Regions from separate parts of the Mus musculus genome. Here region 2 is linked to region 1. Evidence: chromatin contacts called from public Hi-C data. All regions are on one chromosome and are shown on one strand. The core of a region is the stretch at or near the end of the contact, and the rest is flanking DNA. Distances in the headings are between cores, read along the strand shown. Region 1 overlaps Bco1 (beta-carotene oxygenase 1). Region 2 overlaps Plcg2 (phospholipase C, gamma 2).

Region 1 (7,211 bases), core at 2,326-4,825:
TCCCGCACCTGACACTCGGACTTCGAATGCTCCAGGAAGTAGCTCTTGATGTAAACAAACCCAGAGATACTGCTCTCCCCAAACTTCCTGGTTGTTTGTCTTGCCCACCCACACACTTCTTAACCAGGAAGTCCCGGAGGACAAGGGAGATTGTTTTGTGGTCCTTCGGAGAAAGAAGAATGCATAGGGAGAGCTTTTAGCTAAGTGTCCTGGCCTGTGCATGTACGAAATGCAACAGGATTATAGAACCCTGGACCAGGCAAATCAGGTATCCTGTCGTCCATCTTCAGGGGATTTTTTTGAAACCGAGAGAACAGGATCTGGTGTGCTGGCCTCCCTCACCAGTATGGTATTCCAGCTGTCATCTTAAATAAGGTCAACAAACCAATGTTGTTTCCTCCCTGCAGAACTGGGCCCTTTCCTGAGATTAGGTCTGGCCACTGTTTGGCAACTGAGAACATGGGGGTGGGGACGCAACAGCCTCACATTCCTCTCTACCCTCAAACATTTAAAGCAGGAGTGGGTGAGTGACTGTCACATCTGTCACCTCCCTTCCGCTCCTGCCACCCAAACCCAGGTTCTGATCTCATCTCATCTCCTTCAGGCCACTGTAGCTGACATTTCCAACCTTCCAGGCCTGAAGGGCTGAGATTCCCAAGGGACAGACATGGTGGGGAAGGACTCCAGTGGTCTTCATGCCACCATCTACCCCATCCATGCTGACTGTAAACTCAGGGCGAGATGGGCACGGTGAGGAAAACAGACAGGGCTGATGAGACCAGGATGCAGTGAGCCATGAGCGGCAGGATAGATCAGGGACTTAAGGGAGAGGAATGTCAGTGGATAACTGTGTGTGGTCTATCTTCCCCAGCTCGCAGCCGCTCTTTAGGGAAATGTCTGTCTCTTGGGGTGGAGTTAAATGTTTGCTAGGGGAACTACTAACTCAGCTACTCATCCATTCATTAACAAATACTGAGTATCTGCATCGCACCAGGTGGTATTAAGGTGTTAGGAACAGAGCAGTGAATTTAGCAGTACTTAGCAGCCTGAGGGGTCTGCACAGGGCCAACTTCAAAAGATTTAACACAGCATGATTCACTTACAGGACCTTTCTTCCTCCTCCTCCTCCTCCTCCCCCTCCTCCTCCTCCTCCCCTCTTCCTTCTCCTCCTTTTCCTCCTCCTCCTCCTTTTTCTTGTCCTCCTTCTCTTCCTCTTCTTCCACCTGTCACTCTCTCAAATAAGGTCTTACTCTTTAGCCTAGGATGGCCTCAAACTCATGGCAATTCTCCTGCCTCAGCTTCCCAAATACTAGGATTACAGGTGTGAGCCATGATACCAGTTTTTAGATGAAATTTCTGAGATGACAAAATTCTATGGGTGGTGGTTGCCAGGGTGTAGGGACCAGAGGTTGGAGGGGCAGTCTCGTGAGGATCCTTGTGCTGATGGACCACGAAGTATATGGCGGTGAACAAAGGATGGTACCAGTTTTATATGAGCGGTAACACCAGAACTACTGACACACTCATGCACACACATATGCATGTATAAATTTAACCTGTGCTTTGGGTACCCACTAGACTCGAACAGTGAAGCGCCAATGACCATGGGGCTCCCAGCAATCAAGTGGGAAGCCACTTGGCTGGTTTCTGAGCTCCTCCATCCCAGCCATTGTCTTGCTTGGGGCTTTCCTTCTGCTCTGCTCCACATACCAGTCCACCTTGAAGTGCAAATAGCTCAGGACACCCCCTTTCCCTTCTGGGGGCTGATGTGGCTCTTGCTGGTTTTTCAGACCAGCCTGGCTTTGGTTTTCCACCCTGAACTGTGGCCCTTTTGCCATGGCTCATCCGGTCAGTGCCAGTTCAGTGACCCCCCCCTCCTGCAGAGAAGGAACCTGCAATCACTGATCATACAATAGGACTTCTTACAGGCCAGGAAGGGTGAAGTTCTGCAGCCCCACTTTATAGGCTCCGAAGAACTGGAAGACGCAGCCACATAAAAATCAAACAAGCAGCTGGGCGGTGGTGGCGCACGCCTTTAATCCCAACACTTGGGAGGCAGAGGCAGGTGGATTTCTGAGTTCAAGGCCAGCCTGGTCTATAAAGTGAGTTCCAAGACAGCCAGGGCTACACAGAGAAACCCTGCCTCGAAGGAAAAGAAAGAAAGGAAGAAAGGAAAGAAAGAAAATCAAACAAGCTCTCAACAGGCTTTCAAGGTGTTTTTTTTTTTTCTTTTATATTTTGCTACCCGTTGCATGGAATGACCACAGGGCACCATGCCCTTCTGGCCACATGACTTACAAACAGAGCATACCTGGGAAAGCCAAAAGGCCACATCCACAATTTGGTCCATTAGAAAGGATGGAGTGGATGGAGGAAGGAGCTGGGATGATCTCCCACCTTTTTTTCATGTTCATAGGTGCTTATTCCAAGAACAATAACATGGTTAATACAATTCTTGATTCACATTCAAGGTCTTTTTAAAGTGCATTTGCCTATACGTGTGTGCACTTGAGGACATGTGCATATATGTGTTAGACTGGAAGTGGACATTGGGTCTTTCCCTTCATCATGCTCCACCTTATTTTCCAAGACAGGGTCCCTCACTGTTTGCTGAGTAGGCTCTCTGGCCATCAAGCCCCAGGGACCCTCCTACCTCTGCCTCCTGAGAGCCTGGGATCTAGACACATAAGGCCATGTCCAGTTTTTATGTGGATAGCTATGGGGGGGGGGCAAGTGTCTGAACTCAGGTTATCTCACCAACCGATGTATTTTTCTCGTTCCTCAAGGTCTTTCTAAGAAAAGAAAGGGCTGCCTTAAATATACTAGAATTGGCTGGTAAAAACTTGCCTTTTCAACAAGGATTCCAATAAAATGGAACTCGAGCTGTCTCTGTGGTTTATTGTGGTATTTGAACAAAGAATAACAGCAGGATGACCATCTCCAACAACAGAAAGGCGCAAGCTTACTTACTTTTCCCGTTGCTGGGAGACGGTAACTAACAAAAGCTACTTAAGGGGGGATGGTGGTGGTTTATTTTGACCAGGGTACAGTCTATCATGGTGGGAAGGCATGATGTCAGGAGCATGAGGCAGCCGGTTACATCCACAGTCAGAAAGCTGAGAGGGGTGAATGCTGGTGCTCAAGTGGCTTCTGCAGTGAGAATTTTAGTTTCTCTAAAAGAACACATAAATATTATGGGAATATGTTTTATTTCTAATCCAAGGCATGGAGCTATGGGGCTCCCTTAAAGCAGGTGACTATGATTTGCCTCGTGCTCTAGCAGGGGCGTGGTTTTGCCAGCTGCAGATCATTTCTGCAAGTGTGTGACCTTTGGAATTCTGGGGACTTTTCAGAGGATGTAGGGCCCCAGAGGTGAGTTGTTGTTTGTTGGTGTTGTTTACTGTTGTTGGTTGCTGTTGGTTGTTGGTTGTAGTGGCTGTTGGTTGTGGTGGTTGTTGGTGGCTATTGTTTGTTGTTTGTGGTTGTTTGGTAGTGTTTTTGGTTGGTTGTTAACTGCTGTTGGTTGCTGTTTGTCATGTAGTCATGTGAGAAGAAATGAAAAGAGGAAGTTAGATATCCTGAAGGCAAAGATCAAACTTGTCCCAAGGAACTCAATGCCTCTAATCAGTACCTCTAGCCAGCAGGAAGTAGTCTAAAGATATCATCGCCCCCTCTCCTCTCTATCCTTTTTCTCTTCTCCCTAGTGTTAAGGGGGTTGATAAGTAGATGAAGAGGAATGGAGAAGGGTAGAAGAAAACGAACCCACAAAGTAGCAAAAGTCCAGCGACAGGTTCTTTCCTTTTTATTCAGGAAATAAAGGATGTTCAAAGGATGAGATGGTGCTGCCCATGTTCTGGTTGGATCTTCCTTGTCCAGTTAACACAATAAAGAAACTTTCTCACAGACAGGCTCAGAAGTTTGTTTCTTAAGAGATCCTAAATGCTGTCCACGTTGACAGTGTCAACAACTAAGTTCTACCAATGAAGCTAGCTAGCTTGCTTGCTTGCTTTCTTTCTTTCTTTCTTTCTTTCTTTCTTTCTTTCTTTCTTTCTTTCTTCCTTCCTTCCTTCCTTCCTTCCTTCCCTTCTCTCTCTCTCTCTCTCCCTCTCTCTCTCTCTCTCTCTCTCTCTTCCTTTCTTCCTTTCATTTTCAAGATAGGATTTCTCTGTGTAGCCCCGGCTGTCCCAGGCTGTCCGTTGTGAACTCAGAGATCTGCTTGCCTCTGCCTTGAGTGTTAGGATTAAAGACTTGAGCCACCATGACCCGCTGTGAAGTCATTTTCACTGTGGCTCAGTTCTGGTGCTGTCGGATCTGTGGGATGATCTGAGTTTTCAACCTCTTGCGTTTCAGCTGGAGTCTGCTTCACTGCATTCCAGTCTGCATCTGGGATAAATAAACCATGAAGGTCCAGGTGCATGTCCGCATCAACAGAGGCGCGAGCCAGTTCCGTAAAACTTTTGGCATCCAGAATGAGTAAAAAAGGCAGCTTTTGGGGATCCGTAGAGACGATGGCTGATAAAATGACTCCTATAAGAAAAGAAAAAACAAAACCCCCAAAACCAGTTTATTTCCATTTGTAATGCTGAGAGTGTAGTCTCAGGCCTTCATGCAGACTAGACAGCTGCTTTCCCCATAGGCTCCATCCCTGGTCCTAAGAGATATCTAACAGTGTTCAATGCATAGCCTTGTGTACCTGGAAAGAACATTTCTCAGAGGTGTCTCCCTGTGGTCTTTTAACTCATCCTTGATCTAAACAGGAGGAAAGAGGATATATGCCATTCTGTGTTGGCAGAAGAGAAACCAGAACTGCAATCAGCAGACCTACTTCCGGGAGCGCCGCTTTGCCTCAATGAACCTTTGTCTCTTCATCTTTGCAGTGAAGCTAATTCCCACCAACCCCTGACCTCATGGGTGCTGGGATGATCTGCAGGGTGGATTATGGGAGCACTTGGTTCGTTTTCATGTGTTTTGAGGAATGGCTCCTTTCCTAACATCTTGAAACCTCCAAGTATGGAAAGACCCAGGCAATTCAGGGAGGATGTGTGGGCTAAGGTGTGCTACTCCGTGGAGCAGGGACGTCTTGAATTTCAAAAGCATTGCCATATTTGTTTTGTTTTGAGACAGGTCTTGCAATGTAGCCCAGACCGGCCTTAAACTCATATCTGCCTACCTCTACCACTCAGATGCCAGGAAACCAAGCCATGTGTTGCCATGTCTGGCTTGTGGTGGCGCTGGAATGAATCCAACTCATCTCCTGGTTACGTTGGCAACCCCCCCCTCCCCCAACGTTTGCTTGTAAATTGGGATGTCCTTGCTCCTCTGTGCTCACTTTCAAGGTATAGCAGGGTCAGGAAACTTTTAGTAAGTGCCCAAGATGCCGCCCAAGCGACCTGGGTTGTGGTAGCTGAACACAGGTGATGTCAGATTGGCCTGGATTCAAATCCAACCTCTGCATATGGAGCTCGTGACTTTGGTCAATTTGCCTCACTCTCTGAGCCTCCCCTGGATGAAATGAGGACAGTGTCACTCCACACCCATGGAGAGAAGGCGTGAGAAGCAGCTGCCCAGCCAAGCAAGAGGCTGGCCTCAGTAGGAGTGGATGCAAACAGTCCCCTGCTTTAGAGATGACAGTGACATGGGATCCCCCTGCCTGTGTGCCAGGCCACAATCAGAAGGAAGCCAAGGCCAGGTGGAAAACCACTCCCTCCCACCTGAGGGAAGAAGCTGGCAGTCTCAGTGGGACAGCCTGCCCTCCCCTGCAGGTGTGGGCAGCCCCATCCCTGGCTTGGCTGGGCGGTGTCCTTACCCATAGCTTATTACCTTCCCCGGTATCCTGAGGGCTGTGGGCAGGGCATTTTTGAAGCCAAAGGGGGATAAGACAATTTGGCTAAGTGGAAACCTGCATTTCTCAGGTGCTGTGAAAACTTTGCATGCTTATGAGAGAGGTCATTTGAGATCTGGGGCCAGCCCTTGCAAAGAATTCTAAAACTAAAGCTGCACACTCTGAGAGAATGTGTGTGTCACTCAGTGGAAAGGATATGGACTTTGAGTAGGAGAGAATTTATACCGTGCCCAAAGAAGGTCTGTTTGTTCAGTCTTACCCATAAGAATGTTTTCAGAGGCTGTGAGGTATGTCAGGTAGTGTATTCTAACAACTTCATCCATCCATCACCCACTCATCTATCCATCTGTCTGTCTGTCTGTCTATCTATCTATCTATCTATCTATCTATCTATGTACCTACCTATCTACCTTGTGGCTGTTGTGTTTTGAGACCAGGTCTTAGTAGTTCAAATTCTCTGTATATCTGAGAATGACTGTAGACCCCTGATTGTCTTCTGTCTGCCTCCCAAATGCTGAGATCTCAGGCACACATGCTATGCTCAGCTGACAATGTGATTTACGATGGGGCCCTTGGACTCCACAGTCTCTGCTTGGCCTGCAAGGGACTGAACAATAAAGGCCATCCACTCAGGGTAATCAGAATGTCGTATGAGTGAGCCACAGTAAAAATCTCTGGATGCAGAGGCTCAGGTGAACTTCCATGTCTGGAATGCTTGGTTGTCAGAAGTGAGAACAGTACAGCCAAACCCACTGGGAAGGGATGGCGGGGAGCTCTGGGGACCCTAGTGGATTACAGAACCTGGTGGTAGGAGCCCTTGACCTTACACTCAACATTAAAATTGAGTGTGGTCTTCTCATCAGGCAACCCACCATGGGATGCCCCTGGGTGGTGCCTCTGTTGGATGGGTAAGTGTGGTCCATGGGCTCCTCCCTTCTCCCACTCTTACCATCATCTTCATCCTTCGCACCTGGCGTGGGAACAAACAGAGGCTCTGCTGGCCAGCAGCTCTCCTCAGACCACTTTAAGGAGGACTTTGTGAGAATGTCATATTTCAGTATCTGTGTATGCAGAGAAGAGAAAGATGGGAACCTGTGTCTGCAACCATGCTGACTCCCTAGAAGTGAGAGGGCATGAAGGCCACCGAGGGGAAATTCAGCCCTCACACTTATACTTGTCACATCACCCCCAAGTGACATCTGTCCCAGGCAGCACGGCCCCAAGAAGGGAAGACCCAAACTTCCTCCCCCAATATCAACACAGGTCTCCTGGCTTACAGAAGGCTAGGACCTCAGAGTCCTGAAATGTTCTGGTTTGGTTCTATCTCACAATGTTTTACGTTATAAAATTAAGGTGTTTAATGCCACCA
Region 2 (6,985 bases), core at 184-2,683, 430 kb before region 1:
ATTTTAAATTCTTTTTTATTTTTCTTTTTTCTTGCAACGTTATTTGGCTAGGGTAAGAAACAATGTCTGCATGATAAGCAGAGCAAGCCTACAAAGAGTGGTGTGTTATCCTCAACATGCTGGCTGGCTTTAGGCACAAGACCTGATTTCTCTGGGCCTCAGTGTCTTTACATGTAAAATGGGTGCCTCGCCCAGTGGTTGGCTGGGAGCATTTGGTTGGCATGGGATGTGCCTAATCCAGTGGCTGTTGCCAAGCAAGTCCATCACAAAAGCCAGCTGCTACCATTTTGCCCTAGGAGAAGTTAGAAGCTGGACAGAACTTGGGCCAAGGAAAACATCTGGGGTTCGGGCTCCGCCTGAGCTAGGCCAGTCCATTCTTGCCTCTGGCAGCTTCTGTTTTCCTCTGAGAAACGGGCTTAGTCAGAGGCTGTGGGAGACAGGAAAGGGAGGGAAACTGGCCAGGCTGCTCTTTCTGGAGCACTCTGGGATCAAAGTTCCTTCTGAAGTATCCCTGCAGCCTCCTAGAGAAGGTGAGACTTTCTATTTCTCAGTGCTGACAAGCAGCAGGGCCTGCCTGCTGGGAGGGAGCTGGAAGAGGAGCTGGGTGGAGGGACAGCCAGGGAGCACCTCCAGAAACAGGGAGGGAGCACCTCCAGAAACAGGGAGGGAGCACCTCCAGAAACAGGGAGGGAGCACCTCCAGAAACAGGGAGGGAGCATCTCCAGAAACAGGGAGGGGGCACCCCCAGAAACAGGGAGGGGGCACCTCCAGAAACAGGGAGGGAGCACCTCCAGAAACAGGGAGGGAGCACCTCCAGAAACAGGGAGGGAGCACCTCCAGAAACAGGGAGGGAGCACCTCCAGAAACAGGGAGGGGGCACCCCCAGAAACAGGGAGGGAGCACCTCCAGAAACAGGGAGGGAGCACCTCCAGAAACAGGTTCCCTCTTGGCAGATGGGAAGATGGGTTTCTAGGCAGGATTTGAAGAATCCATCCCCAGGAAGAAGCAGGCATCCATCTCTGCTCCATATAAGACACGATAGTGGTGCCGGGCGTGGTGGTGCACGCCTTTAATCCCAGCACTTGGGAGGCAGAGGCAGGCAGATTTCTGAGTTTGAGGCCAGCCTGGTCTACACAGTGAGTTCCAGGACAGCCAGGGCTATACAGAGAAACCTTGTCTCAAAAAACAAAACAAAGACACAGAAGTGGACAGACAACTCCACCACCATGGAGACAGTGTGACCAGAGTGACCCCTTCTGTCACCCTGAGCCAGTCTTTTCAGTGAGCACAGTCTCAGAGATGACAACACCCTAAGACCTCAGTGTGTAAAACCCACGACACCCCACTAGCTCAACCCTGGTGGTACACCAGAGGGCAGCCAGGAGATGACAGATGAGAGGGAGAGGCAGAAGGGAGAATGCATGTGGCTAGGGGTCACAAATGCCCCAGCTGGATACACTAAACAAGAGACAGAAATGAGCAAGAGACAGACGGACAGAGTCACCTCTATGATGCAGGGACAAAATGGGGAAGTTGGTGTTGGTTAGTTTTGTCTCGAATATGAAAACCAAAATCAAGGAAAGACAAAGTAGTTAGTTAGCTAGTTACTTAGCTAGCTAAGTAGTTAGTTAGTTAATTGAGATAAGGCTTCACATGACCCTAGCTGGCTCCCAACTCTTTCTACAGCAGACAATGACCTTGAACTTCTGACCCTCCTGCTTCAACCGCCCAAGGGCTAGGGCAAAAGTGGTCTGCATCTCCACCCTTGCCAGGATGGAAGTCAAGCCTGCATGCAGGCTAGGCAAGCACTCGACCAGATAAGCTATAGTCCGGTCTCAAAATAAACCTTTTTAAACAAAAGGTCCAATGTGAGACAAACTCGAGACAAGGATTATAAAGAGTTAACACCATCCACTGCCAAGTTCTCCATGCAGGGTAGTGTTTGCTTGTTTGTTTGTCTGTAGGGATCTTTTTTTTAAACATATTATTTAATTTTATGTGCATGAGTGTTTTGCCTACATATATGTATGTGCACTACGTGTATGCCAGGTACCTGTGGATTTCAGAAGAGGGCATTGGGTCCCTTAGAACTGGAGTTACAGATGGTCATGAGCCCACCATATGGGTGCTGAGAATCAAACTCGAATCCCCTGCAAGAGCAAAGATTGCTCTCGCCTGCGGCGCCTTCTCTCCAGTCCCAGGGTGGCCTATATTGCTTGGTTATTAATTAGAGGAAGGAAATAAGAGGCTAACCAGTCACCAACTCAGAAAGAAAGGCAAATTTAAACAAAGGATGCTATGGCCATTCATCCTCCAGGCCAGCAAAGGACAAAGACCAGTGCAGCAGAGACAGTGGGCAGGTCAGTGCCCTCAGCGCCACAGCTGGAAGTCACCCCTGTCACCATATTCTGCCACCATACACCGGGAGCTGGCATCGGGCAACTAAGGAAGTCCCCGACTCACACGTACAGCACCCAAGTTCACACTCCAAGGTTGGCTCTCACAAAATTAACATGAAGTCAGAAGCCATTATGTATTTACCAATGGGGAAACAGTTGCTGGGTGAGCACTGCCTTTGCCTAAGGAAAAACCCAAGCAGAGTATCTATTTTTAAAAAACAAAACAAAACAAAAAAAAAACAAAACAGGCCTGGAGGTACAGGTCTCTCAGCTCAGCTATGCAAGGGCCTGAGGCAGGAAGATTAAAGTTCAAAGCCAGTTGAGGGCTACAGAGAGAGTTAGAGGCCAGCCTGAATGGTCTAGGGAGATTCTGTCTGAAAACAAAAAGAAGAAGCTAGAGACAGTAGAACTCTTGTCTAGGATCCACCAGTGGAGGGCTGCGGTCATGGCTAAGGGATAGAGTGAATGCCTAGCTTGCAGAAGACCTAAGGTTCAATTCTAAGAACAGAAAGATGGGGTGAAGGGAGAGAGAGGAAGAGAGGAAGAGGAAAGAGGGAGGGGTAGAGGGAGGGGGAAGAGGGAGGGAGGAGGGAAGGAGGGAGGAGAGAGGGAGGGAATTAAACACAGAATCTGACAGAGACCCTGTGTGCTGGCTGGCCAAGTCCCATCCTCCAGGGACTGTGAAATACACAGAGAGGCACATCATCGCATCTTACCCTCATCCCTGCCCAGAGTCACACCACTGTCACCAAACAAAGCTTGCTCCCTCAGGACCAGTCTCTCCCATCATACATTGCAGGCACGGCGTCACAATGTTTCCTGCTGGGTTCCCAGGACGTGGTAGGTGTTCCAGCCTTTGTGACAAGGTCCCAGACCCATGTCAAATGTCACCTCAGCAGCACGACAGGAGCTTCACTCCATCAGAAGCTTCAATCATTCAATCATTCTGGGTTACCGTCAACCCCAGAACCTGAGACCCTTTCAACCACAGGGCATGTACTGACCCATCCTGCCCCCCAAACACTGAAACAAGCAAGTATCACAGTTCACAGAAAACCGCTGATGGGCCTTACCTGTTTCTTCGGGTTTGATCTACTGAATAAATCTGTTTTCTCAGCCAACTGCAAAGAGAATGTGAAGCCAAAAAGAGGGGAGAGTCAAAAATACTGCAAGTTCAAAGAGCTCTAGGGAATGAGGACAAAGTCCCCAAAAGGAGAAGGGGTCCCCAACATCCTCACAAGGCTGCTTGGTAACAAGACTCCACCTGTGGCTGAAGACCCCTGTCTGAGCCCCGAGGGAGCATCCATGAGATCAAGTGAGGCCTCCATAAAGGACAACTCCCCATCACTAATTCCCAACCAGCTGAGAAGAAAGAGTGGTATATGTGGGAAGGTGTTGGTTCATTGCGGGAGGGGTAGTGGCCCAGCCCTGGGTCCTATGCACACATATCACACTGAAAACAATCCACGTGAAGGGCATATAGAAGAATGTATATGAACAAATATTTATATGCTTGCAGATATTCACAGAAAGATTCATTTACATGTGTGCATGCACACATACACCAATGAGTGTTTCCATCTCAGCTGAAGTGCCCTCTTCACGCCAAAGGTCAAGGCTCAACACTAGGGAGAAAGGATCTTATGTGGAGCACTGGAGAGTTCTTAGCCACTATCAGGGGCTGCTGCACACAGGGCACTGATGAACTTGGGGACTCGATGTCCCATTTTCTCCCTTTGGTCTATTCCCGAAGACCCTAGAACAAAGGAGGATGATGCCAGTGGGTTGTGTACCTCTCAATCATTGTGGGGGTGGATGCACTCATCGCTTCCTGGTGTAGGATCTTCAAACCAGAGAGCCACTTCACCGCATCCTCCTTTGAGTCCGCTGTAGACAGAATTGGAGAGGGGGCAGTGAACTCTGGGTGACTCTTGTTGTTTCTGCTGGGGGCTGGAATCTGGGACCTTGTGAATGGTAGCTCTACCTCTGAGCTCTAGATGGATATACCATTGAGATGGCCAGAAATCCCATCTCCGGATATGTAAGTTTATACGTTCTCACATGTGTATTTATACATGTACATATGTGAGATGTGTATGCTGTGTCATGTGTATAGGCATGTGTGTAGTGTGTACATGTATGTGCTGTGTGCATATGTGAGTTCTGCATAAGTGTTTTATATGTACATCCATGTGTGCTATGTGCATGCATCCATATGTGTGCTGTGCAGAGGCATATGTGATAGTTATATGCATGTACATGTGTTTATTGATATGTGGATTCATCTGTGTGCTTTTGCATGTGTGGTATGTGCATGCATTTTGTGCTGTGTGTGCATTGTATGTGCTATGCGTATATGTTACATGTTTACTGTGTTCAAGAATGTGTGTTGCGTGTGTGTCATGTTCATGCATGCATGTGTTATGCCCATATGTGCACACATGTATTGCTGTATGCAGCCATGCATGTATATACTGTGGGCATACATGTTTGTGCTGTATGGATACATATGAATGTATGCTGTGTGTGCACATGCATATATGTATTGCTGTGTGTATGTGTATGCTGTGTGCACGCATGCATGCTTGCATACTATATACATGCATGTGTGTGCATGCATCCATATGTGCTATGTTCATGTATGCCCATGCATATATGTGTGTGCTCTGTGCCTGCATATGTACCCAAGGTCATTCAGATGAGTGTTTATTGTGCAGCAACCACTGTAGGAAACAAGTGACATGTTTGTCCAGCAGAGCCTATCTCTCAGTGACCATGTTAACTACCTTCATTTAACTCTCAACTTGAGCCAGGCAGACAGGTAACATACTTCTCACAACGTCCCAAGGAGAAAGCCACATCGCTGTCCCCAGGTCACAGCCAAGCAAACTGCAACTTGGAAAGGTTAAATACCCATGCCCAAAGACACAAGCTACAAAGCAGTAGGATGGGGACCCAAGACCAGGGTTCCCAGAGCATGCATTAGCAGACATGAAGTATGATCTCTCTCAGAAGGAGGAGGAGGTGGCAGGGGGGTGGGCGGAGGGATGTCCAGACAAATGTGCACCCACTTGCCAAACTGAGCGTGCTGAGGACAAACTGGGTGCCGTAGAGGATGGTGAAGCAACATTCTGCCTTGTGGCGGACAGCCTTGGCTCGCTCAAAGTCCTTGGAGTTCTTCCCCGGACGGATTTCCTTTATCTCCATGATGTCCACTGAGAGAAAACAAATAAAGCTTGTCAGATTCCCCAGTTCCCTGCAGGAGAGGATAGAGCCCCGCCCTGCAGCCCTGGGACCCCAGCACCTCGGTCCTAGAAGACAGCTGTGAGTCCATCTCTGACCAGAGTCCCATCTGAGCTCAGGGTCCAATTCTCCTGAGTGTGGACAGGAAACCAAAAGCCACCAGGCCATCTGCCTCCTCCCAGGCGGCCCAGGAGGAAGGGTGCTATGGTGTGATCGTTAAATGTGCCCCAACACTCAGGTGTCTGTCAGAAGCTTGAACCCGACACTGAAAACAGCCATCAGAAGTGGGGCCATGAGGAGGTGACTGGATCAGAGTCCAGGCCTTGTCGATGAACTGGTCAAGTGACAGGTTTAGAACCTGATGGGTCATTAGGAGTGCTAGACAAGAGGTAGGGTCTGGCCGGAAGGAAATCATTCCTTCATCCTCCTTCCCTCGTTCCACCTACACTCCCCTTCCTGGCCACCATGAGATGGGCACCTGTGCTTCACCACACGTTCCCCTCCTCCGTGTGTCACCACAGCCCAGGGACAACTGAGCCAAGTGGCCATGGGCTGAAACCTTCAAAACCAAGGATCAAAACCAAACATATCTTAGTGGGTTGTCTCTGCTGTGTTGTCACAATGAAAAGCTGGTTGACACAAAGGCTTTGGTGATTCCCTACTTCACAGCATCCCCTTCCCAAGACAGACACAGAAAACTAAAGCTTTGTGCTTTGCCAATGGAACTGGTCTTTAGGGATAAGACCCAGATTACTCTATCATAGCAGGAGAGGGACTGATGCTCACTGGAGACCTCTCTGGGTGTTGCTAAGAGTACCACCCATGCCAGTGACTAATTCTGCTTGTCATCTTCTTTTCCCTTGAGTTCCAACAGCCCCAAATGCCACTCGCTTCAACTGAAGCAAGAAAAGGGGGGGGGGCACTGAATGGCTGCATTCAGGTGCAAAAGCTGCAAGAACCAGACGACCAGGATGCCCGTTGCAACACAGCATCTTCTCAGCCAAATATGCGTAATATCTTCACCTAAGCAAGACCTGTATAATGACGCCACTAGCTGAGATAACCAACATGGAGGCGGGAAATGTCACAAGACCCCAACCCCTAGATGAGTTACAGGCAATCAATGACTGCTGAGAGACAAACAGTTTTCTCCAGAGAAGAGCCCCCTATGGGTCATCGGGTCTCAAGTGGTTACATGTAATCAACACTAAGCAGACTTAGTAGATTCTAGATAAATAGATATTGATAAATTGATATAAGAGGTACATATTTGATCTCTGACACCCTCCCCACCAAATCTTGGGACACAATTTCTAAAACTCATAGTATCTCCAAACTGATCT

The links. Hi-C and Micro-C count contacts between places; a contact is called where the count stands out from the background.
Region 2: a contact with region 1 is called in a Hi-C map of bone marrow-derived macrophages, with 21 read pairs. The contact joins two enhancer-like sites. A contact is called at or near these places in 1 of 484 Hi-C or Micro-C datasets (bone marrow-derived macrophages), 1 of 115 datasets of contacts at active chromatin or transcription factors (stem cell-derived neural progenitor cells) and 1 of 9 other capture datasets (embryonic stem cells).

The regions. Positions count from the first base shown.
Region 1 is chr8:117,130,290-117,137,500 of GRCm38.p6, reverse strand. Bco1 (beta-carotene oxygenase 1) reads right to left here. Exons shown (of 11, transcript NM_021486.3): 10 at 6,792-6,903; 11 at 3,781-4,527. The coding sequence ends at 4,241. Among named protein-coding and RNA genes, the nearest start is that of Gan, 24 kb to the left of the region's middle. Within about 2 kb of position 3,575, at least 7 of the 459 cell types and tissues checked have an H3K27ac peak or open chromatin away from gene starts, as enhancers often do. A contact at or near this core is called in bone marrow-derived macrophages, where this site is marked.
Region 2 is chr8:117,554,604-117,561,588 of GRCm38.p6, reverse strand. Plcg2 (phospholipase C, gamma 2) reads right to left here. Exons shown (of 33, transcript NM_172285.2): 3 at 5,471-5,614; 4 at 4,193-4,286; 5 at 3,473-3,520. Among named protein-coding and RNA genes, the nearest start is that of Plcg2, 60 kb to the right of the region's middle. Within about 2 kb of position 1,433, at least 39 of the 459 cell types and tissues checked have an H3K27ac peak or open chromatin away from gene starts, as enhancers often do. A contact at or near this core is called in bone marrow-derived macrophages, where this site is marked.